Regions from separate parts of the Capsicum annuum genome. Here region 1 is linked to region 2. The links are chromatin contacts, called in public Hi-C maps. All regions are on one chromosome and are shown on one strand. Each heading gives the region's core, a stretch centred on a gene start, on an enhancer-like site or on the middle of the called end of the contact. The rest is flanking DNA. Distances are from core to core; before and after follow the strand shown.

Region 1 (5,011 bases), core at 172-2,671, 44 kb after region 2:
TCATATTTTTAAAGATTTTGTTAAGCGGGATCGAAAATTCAAGATCTTATGATGATTTTTTTTTTTTTTTGGAATTTCTTTATTTTTAAAAGCATATGCATATCCAGTGTAAAATCATATAGTATTAATAGCTGTTTTGTTCTTCATTTTCTATTTATTTTTTTTACTCTTAGGTTGTTTGTAGCTACTGATAATTATTATATAGTAATAGTATTGAAATATTGTAGCACAATTTTGTTTAAAACGCTTATGAATTTGATTATTGTACTTCTCATTATCCTTTTTTGGCTTACTTCGAATTTATTTTCATGTTTATATCGATTTAATGACATAGTTGAGGTTTTTTTTGTTTAATATAATTTGATGTAAATATTGAGTGACGATAAAGGTCATGGTGATAAATTTCAAACCATGTGATTGGAATAATTTGATCAAGTCACAATCATGTTGACTCAATGCATAGAATTCTGTATTATGTGTATCAAGAATATTATTCCACTTGGAAATTGATTATCATACTCGTAGCTCGTTTTATTTACTGAGTTAGAAAATAAAAGTGACATGGTATGGTATTAATAACTTTGTTATAAGGGTTGCGATACTCGTGTCAGGTCCTTCAAACACTGCACGACTTTTGGAGAACCAGATGCTAGTCTGTCAACATTTTTGAAGAATCTGAGCAACTATAGTTTATATACAATGTGAGAATTATTAGCACTATAACTTGAAGATAGTTTTATTCATCTTCATTTTAGTGGATCAAATACGAGTCTGTCGACACTTTTGAAGAGTTTGAACAACATAGTTCATATACATACAATGTGATTAGAATAACATAGTGTTGGGACCGCGTGCAATTATATTCGAACTCCGCACTAGTATGATATTGTCCGCTTTGGGCCAAGCTCTCACGTATTTGTTTTTGGGCACCTCCCAAAAGACCTCATACCAATGGAGTTGGATGACACTTTTAAATATAGGACATGTTTCCTCTATTTTTGTGATGTATTGTTTGCTTCCCAACACATAGTTCATGTCACGAACTCTTACCTCATAAACAAGACTAAAATATACGTACGTTATGGCTAGAACTTATGTGTGATAGGAAACAAATGTCATTTTTTTACAAGATTTTATTAAGCAGGATCAAAAATTCAAGATGACCCTATGACAGTTTTTTTTTGCATTTTCTTCAATTTTAAAAGCATATATGCATATCCCGTGTAAACTCATATAGTATTAATAGTTTTTCTGTGCTTCATTTTCTATTTTTCTCTTACGTTGTTTGTATCTACTGATAATTATTATATGGTATTGAAATATTATTGTAGCACAATTTAGTGTAATGAAGTTTATGAATTTGATCATTGTACTTAGAGCTGTGCAGATTTTGGTTTAAACCGTTAACTCAAACTGATAATTTATTTATCGGGTTAATGAGTCGGATGCCGGGTTTATAATTTCTGTTATTCCTTGTTTTTTTAATCGGGCCACCCGATAACCCGACCACTGGCCTAAGTTCACCAAGTATTATTCACAATAGGAATAGGGTATTAGGGTTTATGACTTTATTCACTATTTCCACATTCTCGCAATTCAATATTCACGAAACTGAAAACGCTGCTCAAATTCAAAAATCTAGAGACAAAATCAAAGGTGAAAGCTTGTGTTGTTGGCTTGTTGCGCTCAACAGGTAGCAAATTTTGCTCCATCGATCATTTGCATGCTCAATTTCTGTTGCTGTTGTTGTTGTTGATAGTCTTCAATTTCTGTTTTACCCATGTATACATAGTGTAACTTCCCGTCTTCCCTACCTGGATATGTCAATGGAAATGAAAGGGACGATTTTCATGCTTACTTCTTGTGATAATTATGGCTATTGCTACTATGTCTCAATATAACAAAATAGGGAAAATGCTCTATCTCCACCTTGAACTATACGCGAAAATGCTGAGACACACCCCATCTTAAAGGGGGTCCTATTATCCCTGGACTAATTAAAATCGTATTTTTGACAACCACTATGCCTATGTGGCACACACGTGAACGTTCAGTGTGTTGGTACACGTATGTTCCACATAGGCACTAAGGTTAGTCCAGGGGTAATAGGACCCCCTTTAAGTTCGGGTGTGTGTCAGCAATTTTGCTTATAGTTCAGGGGTGAAAGAGTGTATTTTCTCAAACAAAATATTAAAAAAGGGAAGTGATGTACTAGTGACCTTTTTATTTGACTAAAAGTAAGTTGAATGGATTAATTTTATTCTACAATGGTTAAACTATAGTTTAACAGTGTCATTTGCCTACTTTGTTGGGTTAAAGGAGAAGTAATAGTAAGGGCAAATGCTCGATTAATTGTTTTTCTGTATGTGGAAGAGATTTGATTGTATTTTCCTCAACATACATAGATTAGTTGTCAAGTTCTGCTTCCTTGTGATCCTCCTAGATATGGAGAATGAAAAGTGTGAGTTTGTCAAGTTCTGTTTATGATCCTCTAGGAATCAATAAATCGTTCCAATGTTTCAACTTTGAATGCCCGAGTGAAAAGGAAAGATATGATTCAGGTCGGTCTTGCATTTATACTTTATGATGACGACACTACTGTTATGTTAAAAATGAACCTTGTGTTGGAAGAAGAACACTTTCTTTGAATTTTGTGATACATGTATTCTTTTGTTCATGAACTAAGGATTTGCACTCTTTAGTAGTAGTAGTAGTATTAGATTTTATGTATATGTTGGACGAAAACATCTAAGTACCTATGTAGTTTTTAACATTTATGCAAGTCAAATTGGAACAAGTAAATTGAGAGCTCCGACATTTAGTACTATTTACATTCCTGAACAGATTAGCTTCAATGTGAAGATTAAAGCATCGCCTGTATTGGACTAATAGCTGTCCTGAAGCTGAAACATGCACTGTTTATGTTATTTGTTGTGTATGTGTTATTTGTGGTGCTCGTTGACTTTGATCAGTTATTTGTGAGTTCAATTTTTGATTTTGATGTGATGGGTTTGCTTATTTTTTACTTTTGTAGTATGGATTGTGTGAATTTTTGTGAGTTTAGCTAAACGTGATTGATTGTACTGCTTGTTTGGTTTTTTGGTCTATTGTATTTGATTTTATTGAGTTAGTGTCGGAGTTGGAATTTGCTGAATTAATGTGAATTGTGAAGTCAGTAACAGTAAGCGTATGTTACATAAAAGTCTGCTACCCACCAGATGTTAATGTAGACTTTGGCTTTGCAATATATGACATACTTTTTAGCTGATTTGTAATTTTGATTGTTTATGCATATTTCATCATCTTTATTGTCCTTTTTCTGCTTAGGTCTTATCTGTCTCTTACCAGCCATGGCACAAGAAATGGGTATGTTTACAGTGCATCATACAATTGGAAATGTTTTATGCTGCAAATGTGGTATAAATATGCAACCAAATGCTGCCAATATGTGTGCCAACTGCTTGAGGTCTGAAATTGACATTACAGAGGGTCTCCAGAAGCATGTTATCATATGTCATTGCCCTGAATGTGACAGCTATTTGCAGCCTCCTAGGACCTGGATTAAAGCCCAATTAGAATCAAAGGAGCTATTGACATTCTGTCTGAAGAGGTTGAAGAATTTGAATAAAGTTCGTTTAGTGCAGGCAGAGTTCATTTGGACTGAACCTCACTCCAAGAGAATCAAAGTCAAGTTGAAGGTTCAGAAAGAAGTTCTTCATGGAGCTATCCTTGAGCAGGCGTATACAGTTGAATATGTGTTATCCAAGACCAAATGTGTGAATCCTGTACGAGGGTTCAGGCTAATCCTGATCAGTGGGTGGCTGCAGTGCAGCTACGGCAGCATGTTTCTCACAGGCGAACGTTCTTCTATTTGGAACAGCTTATTCTTAAGCATGATGCCGCTGCTCGTGCTATAATGATTAAGCAAATGGATCAAGGAATTGATCTGTTCTTCTCTAATAGAAGTCATGCTGTAAAGTTTGTGGAGTTCATAGGAAAAGTTGTTCCCAGTCGGAGCCGTAATGACAAACAACTGGTGTCTCATGATCCCAAGAGCAACAATTACAACTATAAGTATACTTTTTCAGTTGAAATTTCCCCAGTTTGTCGTGAGGACTTGATTTGTCTTCCGCCAAAAGTTTCAAATAGTTTGGGGAATCTTGGACCACTTGTGATCTGCACCAAGGTGAGTAACCACATTGCCTTACTTGACCCATTTACTCTCAGGAACTGTTTTCTGGATGCGGAACAATACTGGAGGGCGTCTTTTAAGTCCCTACTTTCTAGTAGGCAGCTTGTGGAATACATAGTTCTAGATATTGACGCTGTTTCTTCTGAGGTCAACATTGGTGGATCTAAGTATGCTTTGGCAGACGCCCAAGTAGCTCGTATATCTGATTTTGGAAAGAATGATACAATTTTCAACATACGAACACATCTGGGGCATCTTCTAAATCCTGGGGATTATGCACTCGGGTATGACTTATATGCTGCTAATAGTAATGATAGCGAACTGGACAAGTATAAAGGCTTTGTTCTCCCAGATGTGATACTGGTTAAGAAGAGCTATGAAGAGAAATGGCAAAAGAAGCGTGGGAAGCCTCGTTCATGGAAGCTGAAATCTCTCAATATGGAGATTGATGACAACGCAAAGGGGAGAGATCATGAAGAGAAGATGAACTCTGAGTATGAACAATTCTTAAGAGATTTAGAGGAGAATCCAGATTTGAGGTTCAACATATCGCTTTACCGTAACAAGGAGTATCAGCCATCAGAAATGGCATCTGTGACTGATGGTGATGATGCTCCTTCTGTCCCGTTGGAGGAATTGTTAGCTGATCTTGATTTAAGCGAGGAGGAAGCTGACAATGATAGCATGAGGGAGTGAGTTGGGTACGTGGATATGCACTTGTTTTTTTTTTGATACTAAAATCTTAGATGAATGACCTGCTGCTGCTGCATCTTTAGCCCATTTCCATAGTATTTACTGTTTTATTACAATGGTTTCTTA
Region 2 (5,009 bases), core at 47-2,546:
AAATTAATTTCGAAAGATATATGTTATTTTTTTATTAATAATAGGTATTAAATATTTTTATCCACTAAAATTAATATAAAAAATAACACAAAAAGAAAAATTACCTTGTGTTTTAGTTTATGTTGAATTTTGAACTTGAGACTTCGATGGTTTCTAGCTCACTTCTTATTCGTTTATTTGACATATACGTAAACAAACTTTTAAATTTGATCTCACTTTAAGAGTATACATCAATAAATCTCAGTTTCAATTTGATCTTAATTTGATAATTAAATATTTCAACTTATTTTAATTGTGTTTTCATGGACATCCTATACTAACGTGATACATAAATTTTAAAAATATTTGAATGATTATATTTGTAGGTTTGAGTGTTCAACTAATATAGTAAAAATGAGTTGAGGTGTCTAAATATATAAATTTAATATTTAAATATTTACTTATTAACTGAAACAACCCTTTTTTTTACATTTTAAATTTTAAAAATCTCAATAATATTTTAGAATTTATTAAAATTTAAGAAAGAAAATTGAATTTTTAAAATTTATTATGACCACAAAATATGAAGGTAAAAGTGCAAATTTACCAATTCTTTTTGTGGATTACAATTTTGGCCCATTTGGTGACTTTGCATTGATTAGCACTGAATTTGCCACCAAAATTTGCATTGAACACGTGCCTTAAAACTAAATTCACTTCTTAGATTTCTCTCTCTCAGTACTTGAATAAAAGAACAAAAATATACTGAAGAGTTTTCTGACAAAGTACTAAACAAGGGTTTCTGACAAAGACACAAAGAGTTAGGCAAAGGTTCAATCTCTTGTTGGATTTTGAAATCATTAGCAATCTTCTTGCTTGGTAAAATTAAAACTTTTTTCTATTATTTATGTGTTTATTGTGTTTTTTATATCAAAAAATAAGTCTTTTATCTTTTTGTTATTGGTTCAGTTGGCTTTGTGCTTGTGTTGATTTCTTGTCTAAGCTCGAGTGGATAGATTTACCTGATACTTGTGGGTGTAATAATCTGATTGGTAGACTGAGTTACCTGGTACTTTTGGGTTGTGGGGTTGTTGGTGGAATAGTTGATTGGTAGATAGAGTTACCTAGTACTTGGGGATTGGGTGTTGTGGGGTGGTGGGTGGAATAGTCGAGATGTGCTTAAGTTAGGTGCACAATGTTACCCGGTACTTGTGGGTTGTGGGATGGAGTAGTCAAGATGTGCTTAAGCTTGGATGGACAGTGTTACCTGGTGCTTGGCGGTGGGGTGTGGTTTGAGGCTAGAATAGCCGAGATGTGCTTAAGTTCGGTGGACAAAGTTACCCGGTACTTGTGGGTTGTGGGTGGAATAGTCAAGATATGCTTAAGCTTGGATGGACAGAGTTACCCGGTGCTTTGGTGTGGGGTGTAGCTAGAATAGTCAAGATGTGCTTAAGTTCGGTGGACAAAGTTACCGCGTACTTGTGGGTTGTGGGTGGAATAGTCAAGATGTGCTTAAGCTTGGATGGACAGAGTTACCCGGTGCTTGGGGGTGGAGTGTGGCTAGAATAGCCGAGATGTGCTTAAGTTCAGTGGACAAAGTTACCCGGTACTTGTTTTATTATTTTTCTTAATAGTTGTGTCATCCCAATTTGAGACGAGTAAAATGGGACGGAGGGAGTATAATCGATGTGGAAATAATGAATAAAGTCATAAACCCTAATACCCTAATTCCTATTGTGAATAATAATATAAATAATATAAGGAAAAAATACATAAATTAGCATCCTTAAGTATTAAGTTACAAAAAATAGCAAAGCTTTTATCAAATTACATTTTGTAGCATATGTATTTGTATGTATTTGTATTTTTGTAGCAACAGTTTGCAAAAATACAAAATACATATCGATCATAAGGGTAGTAAAAATCATATGTATTTGTATTTTGTAGCAACAGTTTGTAAAAATATAAAATGCAACTTGTTATATTATGTAATTATGAAACTATTGCCATGAAACTCATAATTAAGGAGATAAGTATGTTATTTCTGAATTTTACCCATAATATAATCGGTGGACTTGGGCCAGTGGGTGTCAATTTTATCGGGTTATCGGGTGGCCCGATTAAACAAACAATACTAATAGAAATTATAAACCCGACACACGATCCAATAATTAAAATAACCGATCCATTAACCCGATAAACAAATTATCGATTTGGATTAACAGTTTGAACCGAAATCTGAACAGATCTAAACGTACAATGATCAAATTCATAAGCTTATTAGACAAAATTGTACTACAATAATATTTAATACCATCTAATAATTATCAGTAGCGACAAATAACCTAAGAGAAAAAATAGAAAATGAAGAACAGAAAAACTATTTATACTATATGATTTTACACTACAGATACATATATGCTTTTAAAATTGAAGAAAATGCAAAAAAGAAAAAACAACCGTCATAGGGCGATATTGAATTTTTGATCCCGCTTGACAAAATCTTTTTAAAAAATGACATTCGTTTCTTATCATACATAAGTTCTAGTCATAACGTACGTATATATTTTAGTTTTGCTTATTATGAGACGAGTTTGTACCACTTGAAGATATTACTGATGGAATTAAGCAACTACAAAGCAAAACTTGCGACCAATTGAGTAGGTTTACTGTATTGAAATGTCTCTGTACTCATATCTCATAGACAAAACTAATTAATGTCTGATGGACAATAAAGATCATTTTTTCTAAAAAAATTATTAAGCGGGGCCAAAAACCAGGAGCACTACTTGTACTTGATAATCTCAAGCACCTTTGATGTGTTGAACTTGTTGAAAATGCTTTTGAGCTGCTATATTACTAGCATTTGCCGTATCATCATTGATTTCCCTGTCAAGTAATTGTGTATCATTGCTCTCATGACAAAGAAATTTGAAAATGGTGTTGATAAAACATCCCAAAATTGGAAGTTTTGAAAGAAAATATGTAGTTTGTTGTAGATTCATGGCAATTTTAATCAAAAGAAAAGAAAATTTGTAAAATGGTTTTGAGTGAAGAAGGCTAGTGATTCTTGAATATGTGAAAGAAGTTTTGAGTTAATTTATAGATGGAATTATTGGTGGGACCAAAAAAGTTTGATAACATATCCATTAACTTCTTTTTAAAAAAATGTTTTCTTGGTACCCAAGTCCAACTTTCTTGTGACTTTTTAACCCATAAAGTTATCTTTTTTTTGGGGTGGGTGGGTGGGGCGTTGGGGGTGGTTTCAAACCTATGCATAATAGAAAGGTGCAAATTAATTGAAGATGAATTTAAGAATTTTTAAAGTAACTTCTCATTTTTAGATATGTCAAGTGTTTTGCTTAGTTTGATCTAATAGGAATTTTAAAAAATTAAAACTTTGAATATTGTGATATTAAATTAAATATATAAAAATATTTTTAATTTTATGATCTTAAGTTACGTAAAAAGTTTAAATTAAAGAAATGATAAGAAAAGAAAGAGACATTTTATTTAAAGTAAATATTTTTTAAAAATGATAGTAAATAGATTAAAATAAAGAAAGTAATATAATATGATACTATAGTAAATACTTTATTCAAGTTGTGAAGCAAAAAAGTTGAAAGTCAAATTGAGGTGGCCTCCAATATCTTTCTTCACAAGAATTAAAAAAAAGGTAAGAGGAAGATGACAATGAAAGTGGGACGTGGTCACTTGGGTGCCAAGAAATTTTAATTAAGAAAATGGGAGTGAGTTTTGGTTTGATAATAACATGATAGACACGTTAGAAAAAAAATTTTGGTGCGTTAAAACGGTCGTTATGTATGTGGTTTGAAAAAGAACTGAATCATAAGAATATATTATACTTAGTCTGACATTATATGATTATTTTCATTGATTAAAATTATGACCTTCTAATCACATGACAACAATTAATAATTACTACAAGGCTTTCCTTAAAGATCGTGATGATACATGTTTTTTTTTAAATTTTGAAAATGAAATTTTAACTAACAAGGAACAAATATAGTTACTTTTATCGAGTGAATAATAAATATTTATAAGTTACAAAAAGAAATGTAAAAAGAAATCAATGGAAAATCACATCTTCAAACGTTGATTGAAACTTGAAAGGTGTAAGATTAATCCAAGGCATATTCAGAATTTAAAATTTATGATTCATACAATAACTTTTAATTTACATGGTATATAATATAATAAGTATAACAATTACTGAATTCAAATTGTTACATCATGACTATTGAATCATTTGCTTTGAAAGAAAAAAAAGATAAAAAGCCAAATTGAGGTAGCCACTAGTCCTGAATATGAAAAAATTCTGGGTAGAAAGCGCTGATCCTATGGGCTTTATTCAACACAAATCTAAATTAGTGAGCTCTAATGCGGATACAAAGAAAAAAGAGAGGTAGGAAAATGATATGGACTATGCTTTCAAACTTTTTTCTCCAAATACCTTATGACGCACAAACCACAACAAAGAAATTTCAATTCTTGTCAAACAAGAAATACAAAATTGGATCAAGTTTGCACCTAATATAAATCTTGGACAATAGTTTGATGTACTAAAGCTCTCGCTATGCATGCAGTTCAAAAAAGGAACGAGGATTCTCAAAGAAGCACTTACAATTTTTTAAAGTTGTTACTCGCTATGCATACAGTTCAGAAAAAGAATGAGGATTCTCAAAGAATCACTTACAATTTTTTAAAGTTGTTACTTTAAAAGTTGCGTGTGTATATATATCAATCAAAAAATGAAAAAAGACCAAAATTATTGATTAATTTGGTAAAATCTAATCATAATAGAAAAAACTAAACAAGTAACAAATCACAAAGAACTATGGTGGTCTATTTCAATTTTGTGTTGTGGGTCACAATGTGTTGATTCTCCTTTAGTCAATTCTTTATAGCAAGTTTGAAGCACTTAGGGGTCGTTTGGCGTGAGGTATAAGGGATAAATAGTCCTGGAATAAAATGAAGTATTATTTTATCTCATGTTTGATTTGGAGGAT

The links. Hi-C and Micro-C count contacts between places; a contact is called where the count stands out from the background.
Region 1: a contact with region 2 is called in a Hi-C map of leaf, with 2.2 times the contacts expected there. The contact joins the promoter of LOC107851196 here to the enhancer-like site in region 2. A contact is called at or near these places in 2 of 5 Hi-C or Micro-C datasets (leaf and placenta).

What each region holds. Positions count from the first base shown.
Region 1 is chr12:3,099,082-3,104,092 of UCD10Xv1.1, forward strand. LOC107851196 (60S ribosomal export protein NMD3-like) reads left to right here and starts at 1,422. Exons shown (of 4, transcript XM_047400560.1): 1 at 1,422-1,693; 2 at 3,328-3,755; 3 at 3,758-4,893. The coding sequence starts at 3,351. The coding sequence ends at 4,888.
Region 2 is chr12:3,055,050-3,060,058 of UCD10Xv1.1, forward strand. No RefSeq gene overlaps it. Among protein-coding and RNA genes, the nearest start is that of LOC107851751, 15 kb to the right of the region's middle. Within about 2 kb of position 1,297, at least 3 of the 5 cell types and tissues checked have an H3K27ac peak or open chromatin away from gene starts, as enhancers often do. A contact at or near this core is called in leaf, where this site is marked.